Regions from separate parts of the Pan troglodytes genome. Here all the other regions are linked to region 2. The links are chromatin contacts, called in public Hi-C maps. All regions are on one chromosome and are shown on one strand. Each heading gives the region's core, a stretch centred on a gene start, on an enhancer-like site or on the middle of the called end of the contact. The rest is flanking DNA. Distances are from core to core; before and after follow the strand shown.

Region 1 (4,027 bases), core at 1,286-3,785, 200 kb after region 2:
CTTGACCTCAGGTGATCCGCCTGTCTCAGCCTCCCAAAATGCTGGGATTACAGGCATGAGCCACTGCGCCTGGCCTTTTTTAAGAAATGGAGTCTCGCTATGTTGCCCAGGCTGGCCTTGAACTCCTGGCCTCAAGCAATCCTCACACCTTGGCCTTCCAAAGTGCTGGGATTACCAGTATGAACCACCATACCCAGCTCAAGATACTGTATTATTATACCATATTATCATATAAACAAATACAAAGGCATTGAAGATGCACTAAAAAGCAAAACACTAAAATAATGTGAACAGAAAATAAGATACTAGTTGACTTTTGTTTTCCTCTTTATGTGTTTTTTGTATTGTACAAAGAATATGTGTTATTTCAGTGAACAATGACATAAAATTTTTTCAGACTAAATTGAGAAAAAAAAGATAGATGTTTCTTCATCTCATTGAAAAGTACAATTATTAATTTGGCAGCCCATCTCATCAGGCAGTATGTCTCAATGTGCCAGTTCACTAAGAACACGGACTTCATATTTCTCTAATAGAATGAATAACCTACATATTTAGCTTAGGATATTTCCTGTATTATCCCAGAATCTTCCAGAGTCCTTCAAATCAGTCATGTTTTCTCCACAACATTCTATGTTAAAGGAAAAGCCAAAATGGATAAACGTCACTTCTAAGCTTCTGTGAGCCATTTTGATTGTGAAAATGAAGTACTGTATTCAAATACTCCTAAAACAACACGACGTTAGCCTGGCATGGTGGCGCGCGCCTGTAGTCCCAGCTACTTGGCAGGCTGAGACAAGAGAATTGCTTGAACCCAGGAGGCAGAGGTTGCAGTGAGCCAAGATCATGCCATTGCACTCCAGTCTGAGCGACAGAGCAACACTCAGCACCAAAAAACAAAACAAAACAAAACAAAAACACATGACAATTATCTTAAGAAGCACTACTTTAGTCACGCTTTAAAATTCAACGATAAAGAGTAAATTCCAAACAATTATATTTAATTCCAGAAAAGTAAAAACTCTGGATCTAAAGATCATAAAATCCAAGCTGCTCTTATAGAGTTTCTTTAAATAAACTTCTTTTTTTTTTTTTGAGACAAGAGTCTCACTCTGTCACCTAGGCTGGAGTGCAGTGGCACAATCTTGGCTTACTGCAACCTTCATCTCCTGGGTTCGAGTGACAGTCCTGCCTCAGCCTCCTGAGTAGCTGTGACTACAGGCGCCAGCCACCACAACCGGCTAATTTTTGTATTTTTAGTAGAGATGGGTTTCACCATGTTGGCCAGGCTGGTCTTGAACTCCTGACCTCAAGTGATCTACCCACCTCGGCCTCCCAAAATGCTGGGATTACAGGTGTGAGCCACCACGCCTGGTCCTTCTTTTTTTTTTTTTTTTTTTGAGATGGTCTCGCCCTGTTGCCCAGGCTGGAGTGCAGTGGTACGATCCCAGCTCACTGTAACTTCCACCTCCTGATTCAAGCAATTCTTTTGCCTCAGCCTCACAAGTAGCTAGGCCTACAGGCATGCACTACCATGCCTGGCTAATTTTTGTATTTTTAATAGAGATGGGGTTTCACCATGTTGGCCAGGCTGGTCTCAAACTCCTAACCTCAGGTGATCCACCCGCCTCAGCCTCCTAAAGTGCTGGGATTACAGGTGTGAGCCACCGTGCCTGGCCAAAAACATCTTCTTAATAACTGTTGCTGGGCAGAATAGCAGCTTGCATTTGTACTGATAATTCTGTTTGCAATCTATGTGTTTTTCTATTTTCCTCAAGTCCATCAAACTGAAGGGGTGTTTTAAAACTTTACCAAATTAACCATGAATATATAATTATATTTCAACACTTCAACAAACAGCAGCACTTTGAATGTGATGTGAAATCCAAACAGGATAGCAGCCACCCATGAACATTACATGGACTATGACCAACAGGAATTTACGTTCTGAGGTAATAACATTAGATCATCCAGAAAGTGGAAATAATTTAAAATATGCAATTGTGAGATGTTGGAGAAATAAATGATCCATTCCACTAATATTTATTAAGCACTTTCTAATCAATCCCTATGAGAAACAAATTTCCATCATAAAATTACCATAAAAGATAGCTATTGGACAATTTCCCTCAGGAATAAGTCTGACTATAAACACACACATATACCATTTTGAGAGTCAGAAAGATAATTGGATTATTATGGTGTTAAGGGTGAACATGTGTCTGCCCTTTACTCTGATTAACTGGCAAAGATGGTGGAGTAAGTGGGCTTGTTGTGATGCAGAGCTGTGAGGCTCCAGTAAATTGCACCAACTATTAGCAGGCATCTTAGGAAAAAACCTGGAGGATTATTTAAGGCTCACGTTTCATTTAGAGAATATAAATAGCAGGCACCTGAGCCACTTGAGTTTCTGGTTTCTTTTCTATCAGCGCCCCTTAGTGGTTGAATCACTGAATGGCCTTTTGGGCGGAACTAAATCTGAAGAGAACAGTAACGGATGGGTGGACTCACCTAATGGCCTCTTTGATGGTAATCATAATGCCACCTTGAGTGGCAGCTCTAAACTGACACAGAGAATGGAGAGAGGGCACAGCTTTGTCCAACCCTGCAAATCCTTTCAGGCTGGCAATTGCCTTCTTCCTTTCCAGCTTCCCCAGAATCCATAATAAGATTTCTTGGCAAAGTGACCTGGCAGAAAAAGCAGTTATGAATGAGCTTGTCATCTTACTCCATGCATCTAACAAGCTAACATAAAAAAAGAAAGAAAGGCTGTCAGGTTCCACTGCATTTTAAATGCTGGCACAATCTCCTAGTACTACTGAAATGCAGGAGTGGAAAGTATGCTTCTTGTGAATTTCAGAATGCAAATATCCTGAAATTCAATGAGTGACTGACTAATCCTTGGTTCTGGCAGCAACCCTGATTTGCCACATGAGCCCCACGTGATTTTTTTTTTTTTTTTTTTTTTTGGTAATTCCAAGTGTACTACTGCCTTTGCATCAGGCACTGTCAAAGAAAGTATACACGGATAAAAATCATCTACGCTCAGCAAGACCAACAGCTGGAGACCAAGAAACAGCATACCAACAAAATATTGCTGATTCCTCAACCCCTTTCATCTGTGCCAATCAACTAGAAGAGGAACTAAATCATCATTCACATGTTCCTTGTCAGTCTCTGATGAGGACATGACAGTGCTGTGAGGACTTGAGTTTTAAAACAAAAACAAGAGGCCAGGTGCGGTGGCTCACGCCTATAATTCCAGCATTTTGTGAGGCTGAGGGGGGGGGGGGGGTGGATCACCTGAGGTCAGGAGTTCGAGACCAGCCTGGCCACACGGTGAAACACTGTCTCTACTAAAACTACAAAAATTAGCCGGGCATGGTGGAAGGTGCCTATAAGCCCAGCTACCCAGGAGGCTGAGGCAGGAGAATCGCCTGAACTCAGGAGGCGGAGGTTGCAGTGAGCCGAGCTCGCACCACTGCACCCCAGTCTGGGCAACAGAGAGAGACTCCGTCTCAAAAAAAAACAAAAACAAGAGTTATTTTGTGGACTGTCCCTTGAAACCAAGTTCACAGATGTACAGCCTCCCTCTTCCAATGCATTCTCTCTTGTCGTTGCCATTGCAGCTGTGGGATACAAGGATGTGCTGACTCAAGCTGAAGAGCCAGGGGAACTATGTAAGCTTTGAATAGTACAAAAGATGGTGTTTTCCTTCACCACTTAGCAATGGTGATAATGATAGCTACCATTTATTGAGCTTACTATTTGCCGGGGACTGTACTAAACACATTAATGCATATTTAGTCTTCACAATAACTCTGTGAAGAAGGTACTATTATTGCATATTGGATTACATGTGAGGATCTCCAAACACCAAAAATCATAATTCTATAGGACTTGAGATAAGATAACTCTTACCTGGAGGAAGAAACAACATAAATTACTGTGAAAATAGAGCTGATACAAAATGAATCCTACTTAAATTCTACGACAAAGGAGTATTTTCTGGATGACTAACAAATCC
Region 2 (4,148 bases), core at 245-2,744:
AAGCCGGCAGAGGCTGTGGGGTGATCCTACAGCCTGGACCGCCGCCTCCTCATGCCCTTCGCTCATCCACGGGAGCCCAGCCCAGGCAAACTAACGCGCACTCGGCTTTCAAGGGCACAAGGTTGGGGGCGCTCTCAAGTCCGGCTCCCAGGACTACGGAAGGAGAACCCCCAGTCAAGGACGCACGCTTCTCCATCAAGCCTCCGAAACTTTGAGGGGCTGCTGGTGTGCAGCGTCTCTCCCGCTGACAGGTGCGCCCCGCGGCAGGGCCACACGCGGCGGCATGGAAACTTGTGCGCCCAGCGGGGCTCCTCCTCTTGTGCCCGGCCGCCCTCCGGGCCCCTCCAGGCCGGCCAGGGGAGGGGAGCCCACTCCCCCGGACACGTGCTGCCGCGGCCCGGCTAACCCGCAGGAACGTGGGCGCCTGGTACCTTGGTGCCCGGACAGGTGCAAACCCCCGGGAGGTCGTAGAAGGTGCGGGGGAGGGGTACCCCAGCCAGCCTGGAGCCCCGCACCGGCGTCCGCCTCCTAATTCATTCACAAAACAGGAGCCGCCGGGGAGGAGGGAGGCGAGGCTGAAAGAGGAGAGGATGCAGGAAGAAAGGGAGGAGGGGTCAGTGGGGAGGGGGCTGCAGGAACGGCCGCCGGGAAGCCCGGGGCTGCCGCCGCCCCCAACCCGCCTCCCCGCGCCGGACGCGGCGCCCGCAGGGCTGGGAGCTGGCCGGGTGCGGGGGGCTCGGCGAGAGGCACCCCTGCCGCCCGGCGCTCCCCGGCCTCGGCGCAGCCCCGCGCGGCCCGCCCCTCCTGGGTGCCGGCCGGCCCGCGCTCACCGTGCCGCCGGCTGCCGCGCTCCGGAGCTCAGCAGGCCCGCGGCGGCTCCATGCCCCTCCTCCCGCTCCGCTCCGCGCCGCCGCGCGCTCCGACTGCCGCCTGCCCTGCCGAGCCGCCCTTAAGTACCCGGCGCGTGCCCGCCAGGAGAGGCGCCTCCCCCGGCCCTGGGGCCGGGAAAGTTGACCAGAGTGGGAGGGCCCCCGAGGGCGCACCCCCGACCCCGCGCGGTCCCAGGGAGCGCCACAAGCCAGCGCTCGGCGGGGACGCCTAGTCCCGGGTGGACGCGGCTCCGGCTCGCAAGACTCGCAGCCCCTGCGCCCTCTCCGAAGCTGGGTCCCCCGATTGGGGCCGAAGGCCACGCGGCTCTGCAATCGCCCTGGGACCAGCTGCCAAGGCGAGACGGTCACTGGGCTCAACCTAGAACCTGAAGCGTCGTTAACTTTCCAGATACCACGCAGGGACTTCCAAAATTGTTACTCTCCCTCCCCGCCCCCACGCCCCGCTCTCTAACCCGCAAAACCTACTCACCCTGCAAGGAAGGCGAGCTGAGAGCACTCTTCCCCGACTTCTGCACGCGAAGGGGCAGTTCGCTGTCTAGGGGGCTCCCGAAAGCCAAGGCAGCAAAACCTTCCTGCTGGCAAGAAAGAGGCGCTGAAGAGAATTGTCAAATGTAAAAAGGCTGGTCAAAGAAGGTGTTAACAATTGTGACAGCTTAGCTTTGAATTCCGCAGTGGGGCGCTGATGACTTTAAGGCGGTTTGCAAAAGCTGCAAACGGTTTTGTAGGAACCTTGGAGGTTCCGGTGTCTTAAAGCCAAAACAATTCCTCCTCTTCTTTTTCACACCTTTATTTCCGACATCCATGATCTCCTAAATTCCCAACTGACCTTATCGACAGTAGTTTTCAGGTCCCTAAAAGATAGTGCTAGACTCGAGTAAAGTGAGATGAAGTGAGTTGGGGTGCGCTGGGGTGGGGTGAGATCGAGGAGGGGGGAGAGTTGTTAGCAGAGACAAGAAGTTTAGAACCAGCTGAAGGCGATGAGTTTTTACATCTCAGGAAAACTTGAAGAGAAATTATAATTAATAACTAGTTTTTAAAAAATGAGTGGCCGGGCGCCGTGGCTCAAGCCTGTAATCTCAGCACTTTCGGCGTTACGGGCACCATGCCCGTAATCCCAGCTACTCGGGAGGCTGAGGCAGGAGAATCGCTTGAACCCCGCAGGTGGAGGTTGCAGTGAGCTGAAATCGCACCACTGCACTCCAGCTTGGGCAGCAGAGCGAGACTCCGTCTCCAAAAAAAAACAAAACAAACAAACAAAAAAAACACAAAAAACAGAGTTTACCTGTTTTCCAAATACACCTGATATAATTTCTATCACTTCTTCCCAAGCTGCAACAAATTTATAGGCACCTGAGCTGCAGTCTATAAAACTTCTCCTCTCGGAAGTTTTAGGGGCTCAGGGACTTGCCTGCCCACCATTGCTCAGTTTGGGCCACAGACCTCACACCTCAGTCCCCGCAGGCAAGCAAAGACCCCAGGCACACCTACTCCACACAATCCCATCTTACATTATTGGCCAGGCACAGTGGCTCACACCTGTAGTCCCAGCACTTTGGGAGGCTGAAGATGGAGGATCGCTTGAGGCCAGGAGTTCAAGACCAGCCTGGGCAACAAAGCGAGACTTCCCCCGTCTCTACAAAAATTAAAATTAAAAAATTAGCCAGGGCCGGGTGGAGGCTCACGCCTGTAATCCCAACGCTCTGGGAGGCCGAGGTGGGCAGATCACGAGGTCAGAAGTTAGAGACCAGCCTGGCTAATATGGTGAAACCCTATCTCTACTAAAAAATACAAAAATTAGCCAGGCATGGTGGCACGTGCCTGTAGTCCCAGCCACTGGGAAGGTTGAGGCGGAAGAATCGCTTAAACCCAGGAGACGGAGGTTGCAGTGGGCCAAGATTGTGCCACTGTACTCCAGCCTGGGCGACAGAGTGAGACTCCATCTCAAAAAATAAAAATAAAAAAAAAAAAGAAAAAGAAAAGAAAAAAAAAAAAAAAACATTAGCCAGGCATGGTGGAGTGCGCCTGTAGTCCCAGCTACTAGGGAGGCTGGGGCAGGAGAATTGCTTGAGCCCAGGAGGTCAAGGCAACAGTGAGCTATGATCGAACCACTACACTCCAGCCTGGGTAACAGAACAAGACCCTGTCTCAAAAACAAATTCCTGGACTCCAGCAAGCCCTTCCGCCTCAGCCTCCCTAGGAGCTAGTCCTATAGGCATGCTATCCAGCCCAGCTGCCAATGTGTTTTGAACTTCAGATGGCCTGAGGGGCCCTACCAGAGCCATTCCTACTTACACAAAGATGGAGAAGCCTTAGGTTGGTGGAGGGGAGGGCTCTAGAGTCTGCCAGTAAGCCCCAGTGTCTTCATCCCAGAGATGGGATTGCTAGGCGGACTGATAGGAAGTTTGAAGAGTTTGGCTGAGGGTAAGCGCTCAGCAAGTGTTAGTTAACCAGACAGCAGCATCCTTTGCCCATGCCACGGGTTCTACATGGCCATCCCTCTAGAGCACTCAGTGACAGCAAGTTCAAGGATCAGTGTTTGAATAAAAGAAAACTGCCTGGCCGGGTGTGGTGGCTCACACCTGTAATCCCAGCACTTTGGGAGGCTGAGGCGGGTGGATCACCTGAGGTCGGGAGTTTGAGACCAGCCTGGCCAACATGGTGAAACCCCGTCTCTACTAAAAATACAAAAAATTATCCGGGTGTGGTGGCAGGCGCCTGTAATCCCAGCTACCCAGGAGGCTGAGGCAGGAGAATCACTTGAACCCAGGAAGCAGAGGTTGCAGTGAGCCGAGATCGTGCCACTGCCCTCCAGCCTAGGCAACAAGAGGGCAACTCCATCTCAAAAGAAAGAAAGAAAGAAAAATGTCTTGTCTCTTTTGCATTATGAACCCCGGAGCCCTGGGCTACCTCCTGCACACCCAGAGGCATCACAGACCCCTGGAGTTGCTGCAGATGAGGATATCTCTGATCCTTCCTCCTTCCCAGATTTGCAATCTGCAACATCAGAGAAAATAAGCAGGGGCTTGGCAAGGGCAAAAATGAGTGCATCAGCCTGGTGGAGAGCAAACGCTCCGTTTAGAGGCTCATCTCCCTGTGCAGGGAGGGCCTCATGTGGCCAGGTGCTCTGTTGTCAAGAGAAGCCAGAAATCCAGATTTTGTATGTGAAATCTCCTAATTTTTTTAAGCATTGGTAATTCAAATGTTGAAGGAAACACACACACACACACACACACACACATGCACACTCCGCAGGCCAGA
Region 3 (3,961 bases), core at 415-2,914, 130 kb after region 2:
CCATGTGGACCAGGCTGGTCTTGAACTCCTGACCTCAGGTGATCCACCTGCCTCGGCCTCCCAAAGTGCTGGGATTATAGGCAGGAGCCACCGCACCTGGCGAGAGACTAGGCAGGTTTAAGAAAAAGGACATTGTTGCTTTCAGTCTCATAGTAGACATCGTAATATTTCCTAAATTCCTAAATGGGTACATCCCAGCCCTCAAACTACCCTCACCACACTAGTGTAACAAGCCCCCAGGTACACACATTTTGGTTTCAAAGTCACACTGATCCTCCACCCTTTTCCAGGTGGATGGAACAAGAAAACTCACCTAATGCCCTCACGATTCGCATAAGGACTTCCCCGACTTTCATTCTGGTCTCTGGTGTGTGCTTGTCTTTGCTGCTGTCATATTGAGCCAACAAGTCCGGCAAGATTTTCTCAGGATAGACGTCTGACAGCAGGGCAACCCCTGGGGTTGAAAACAAAAAGAAAGGATTCATTACTGTTTAGGATCAAAAGGCAAATAAACCAGTCACCCTGTGATGGGATGAACACAGAGATGCTGAAAACCATCTCTAAAGCTCTCCCAGCAAGGGCTGCCTATTGTTTGGAGAGTCAGCATAGTGAGTGGAACGAAGATGGGCCTGGTAGTTGAGACTCCTGCGTTTGTCTAGTCCCAGCCTGATAGGATCTCTAAGGTCACTCCCAGCACTAACGTTCTATGATCCAGGCAATGCCTCCTGCCTTTGCTGCAGTTCGCCTAGTCCCAGCCTGATACGATCTCTAAGGTCACTCCCAGCACCGACGTTCTATGATCCAGGCAATGCCTCCTGCCTTTGCTGCAGTTCTCCATTCCTGTATAATTTCCCTCTGTGGAACTGCCAGTGATGGGAGCAATTTCCACAAGGAAACATTTTCAGAGCATCCTGGACATGATCAATATTAGATCTAAGCTCATGGCTGAGTTTCCTAATCAACAGAAATAGGGAAGACCCTGACCCTGAGTCCCCCCTTCGTAGGACTTGCTGATCCTCTCTCCCATCCACAGCAGCGCCTTCTAAATGTGTAGCCTGGAACAGTGTTATCATAATCTGAGCCCAGCCCCATACTCAGCAACCTTTTTAGGGGTGGCAGGGAGGTGAGAGATGACCAGACAGATCCAGAACAAAACCCCTGGTTGGCCTCAAAACTATATAACTACAAATTCTACCATTCATGTCTATACTGTTGTTTATTCCTATTTTCTCTCATTAGTCTTTAGCAGAGAACAGGAAAAAGATTACACACTATAAAGAACAGTGACGAAAAAGAAAAAAAGTAAAGAAGAAATAAGTAGAAATAGGGGTTCCAGGATGAGAACCCACTTCTACCCCAAGCACCCTGGCCCATCAACTCTGCTTTGGGTTTCTCCAATAATCCCCTCATTGGTCTCCCTGCTTCTACCTTTTTCATCCATTGCAGATGGAGCTATTTGGTTTGAATCGTAAGTCTGGCCCCTTCATGCTTCTGCCCAGACCCCTCAGTGGTTTCCCTTCTTCCCTGAATATGAGCAGTCCCCATCCCCCGCCTTCCTTTGTTCTCTCTCTGATCTCATCTTTTAACACTCTCCCTTGCTTCCTGGCCTCCTTGCTATTCTCCAGTAGGCCAAGTGATCCTGGCCCGGAGGAGTCGGCCTCACTTCCCCTCTGCATCCGCTGCTGCTCCTCCTGGTGGCCTCACAGCTTGCTCCCAAACCCTATCATGTCTCTGCTCACAGATCACATTTGTCACATATAAAACGGCACCCTCCTTCCCCTGCCACTCTTTACTCCTCTCACCCTGCTTCATTTGTCTTAGCACTTAATATCACCTGACAGGTTGTGTATTTCCTTATTGTCTGCTCTCCTCCTTGGAATGTGAACTCTATAATAAAGTCAAGGATTTTCTTTTGTTCCCTGCTGTATCCCCAATGCCTAGAAGAGTCCTAGCACGTGTCAGGTGCTCAGTAACTACCTGCTAAATGAATGAATGGATGAATGGATGGATGAGTAACCAGGATTCAAATATACAGTCCTGATATAAATTTCAGGAATTAAGAAAGAGAGGATGGGGAAGAAGTAATATAAATGCTTGAGAAATCTATACTTATTTTTCATCTAAGTTTACCATTCTCGTGTTTAAACTGACAGCCTTGCACGCAAAGTCTACGTGCATTTTTTTATGTTATAGGTTGTGATTCCATTCTCTTCTAAATCACATCCACACTCTTCACTGGCCTTATCCGCCGCATCTGCTGAGCTGTGAAGGCGGAGCACCTGCTGAGGGCTGCACCTGTCTGCCCATCCTCCTTTCTGCCCTCCCCACCCCCATCTTTTCTTGCTTCCAAAAAGCCTGGGAAATCTCTGCATGTGGTCCTAAGCCTGCACCTCTGCATGTGGTCCTAAACCACACCTCCAATCCAGAGTCCATCTTAGGACTTCAGTCCTAAGATGGGCTCTAATCTTATGCAAGCAGAAGCTCTGCTCTTAAGAGAGATTCAGGCTGTGGCACAACACTGTTGCCAAAATGTGACACTGTAGTTGTAGTTCACTCTATTATATAAAATGATGAAGAAGTCCTTGGAGGTTCAACACGGAGTTATGGAATATTGTAGCATAGAAAAAAATGTCTGCATCGGCTGGGCGCGGTGGCTCACGCGTGTAATCCCAATATTTTGGGAGGCCGAGGTGGGTGGATCACTTGAGGTCAGGAGTTCAAGATCAGTCTGGCCAACATGGTGAAACCCCGTCTCTACTAAAAATACAAAAAGTTAGCTGGGCGTGGTATCGGGCACCTGTAATCCCAGTTACTCAGGAGGCTGAGGCAGGAGAATCGCTTGAACCCCAGAGGAAGAGGCTGCAGTGAGCCGAGATCACACCATTGCACTCCAGCCTAGGCAACAATAGTGAAACTCTGTCTCAAAAAAAAGAAAAAAAGAAAAAAATGTCTGAGGCCTAAGGGTAAATGAATTGTTTGCTAAGAGAAAGAAGAGGGGGCTAGGTGCAGTGGCTCACACCTGTAATCCCAGCACTTTGGGAGGCTGAGGTGGGAGGATCACTTGAGGCCAGGAGTTTGAGACCAGTCTGGGCAACATAGGGAGACCCCATCTCTATAAAAATAATTTTAAAAAAATTAGCCAGGTGTGGTGATGTGTGCCTGTAGTCCTAGCTACTTGGAGGCCGAGGCAGGAGGATTGCTTGAGCCCACAAGTTCTAGGCCGCAGTAAGCTATGATTGCAGCATTGCACTCCAGCTGGGTGACAGAGTGAGGTCTCAAAAAAAGAAAAACAGAAATAGCCTCCAACTTCTAAAAGACCTCCACAACTGCAATTCTGGCAGGTGTTATATCACTGATATATTACAAGGCCTGGTATATATTACAGATTTGCAGCTATCATAACTTTCTTTTTTTTTTTTTTTTTTTGAGATGGAGTCTCGCTCTGTCACCCAACTGGAGTGCAATGGCTTGATCTCGGCTCACTGCAACTTCCACCTCCCGGTTCAAGCAATTCTCCTGCCTCGGCCTCCCAAGTAGCTGGGATTACAGGTGCCTGCCACTATGCCTGGCTAATTTTTGTATTTTTGGTAGAGACGGGGTTTCACCGTGTTGGCCAGGCTGATCTCGAACTCCTGAGGTGATCCACCCTCCTCGGCCTCCCAAAGTGCTGGGATTACAGGCGTGAGCCACTGCGCCCGGCCCATAGCTACTTTCTAAAATCAGAAGTTCTCAACTCAGAAAATCTGGTGGGTGTTTCCTTTTAGGAATGTAGTCATGACTTTGCAATGGAAAACAGTGGAAAAATGGGATTTGCTTTATAAAACTTTGATCTATTTCTAGCTTTTCTGAAACCTATTACTAAAGTCCCTCTTACTGTTGTTTAACATAGTCTTTTTTTTTTTTTTTTTTTTTTTTGAGACGAAGTTTTTCTCTTGTTGCCCAGGCTGGAGTACAATGGCGT

What was found. Hi-C and Micro-C count contacts between places; a contact is called where the count stands out from the background.
Region 1: a contact with region 2 is called in a Hi-C map of stem cell-derived neural progenitor cells, with 4 times the contacts expected there. The contact joins the enhancer-like site here to the promoter of HAS3 in region 2. A contact is called at or near these places in 2 of 7 Hi-C or Micro-C datasets (induced pluripotent stem cells and stem cell-derived neural progenitor cells) and 1 of 1 datasets of contacts at active chromatin or transcription factors (stem cell-derived excitatory neurons).
Region 3: a contact with region 2 is called in a Hi-C map of stem cell-derived neural progenitor cells, with 2.8 times the contacts expected there. The contact joins the enhancer-like site here to the promoter of HAS3 in region 2. A contact is called at or near these places in 2 of 7 Hi-C or Micro-C datasets (induced pluripotent stem cells and stem cell-derived neural progenitor cells) and 1 of 1 datasets of contacts at active chromatin or transcription factors (stem cell-derived excitatory neurons).

What each region holds. Positions count from the first base shown.
Region 1 is chr18:66,941,224-66,945,250 of NHGRI_mPanTro3-v2.0_pri, reverse strand. It overlaps TANGO6 (transport and golgi organization 6 homolog), which reads right to left. Exons shown (of 18, transcript XM_511059.9): 9 at 2,512-2,688. Among named protein-coding and RNA genes, the nearest start is that of TANGO6, 59 kb to the right of the region's middle. Within about 2 kb of position 2,535, at least 5 of the 24 cell types and tissues checked have an H3K27ac peak or open chromatin away from gene starts, as enhancers often do. A contact at or near this core is called in stem cell-derived neural progenitor cells, where this site is marked.
Region 2 is chr18:67,144,571-67,148,718 of NHGRI_mPanTro3-v2.0_pri, reverse strand. It overlaps HAS3 (hyaluronan synthase 3), which reads right to left and starts at 1,494. Exons shown (of 4, transcript XM_001168498.7): 1 at 1,360-1,494.
Region 3 is chr18:67,011,059-67,015,019 of NHGRI_mPanTro3-v2.0_pri, reverse strand. TANGO6 (transport and golgi organization 6 homolog) reads right to left here. Exons shown (of 18, transcript XM_511059.9): 15 at 314-454. Among named protein-coding and RNA genes, the nearest start is that of TANGO6, 130 kb to the right of the region's middle. Within about 2 kb of position 1,664, at least 4 of the 24 cell types and tissues checked have an H3K27ac peak or open chromatin away from gene starts, as enhancers often do. A contact at or near this core is called in induced pluripotent stem cells and stem cell-derived neural progenitor cells, where this site is marked.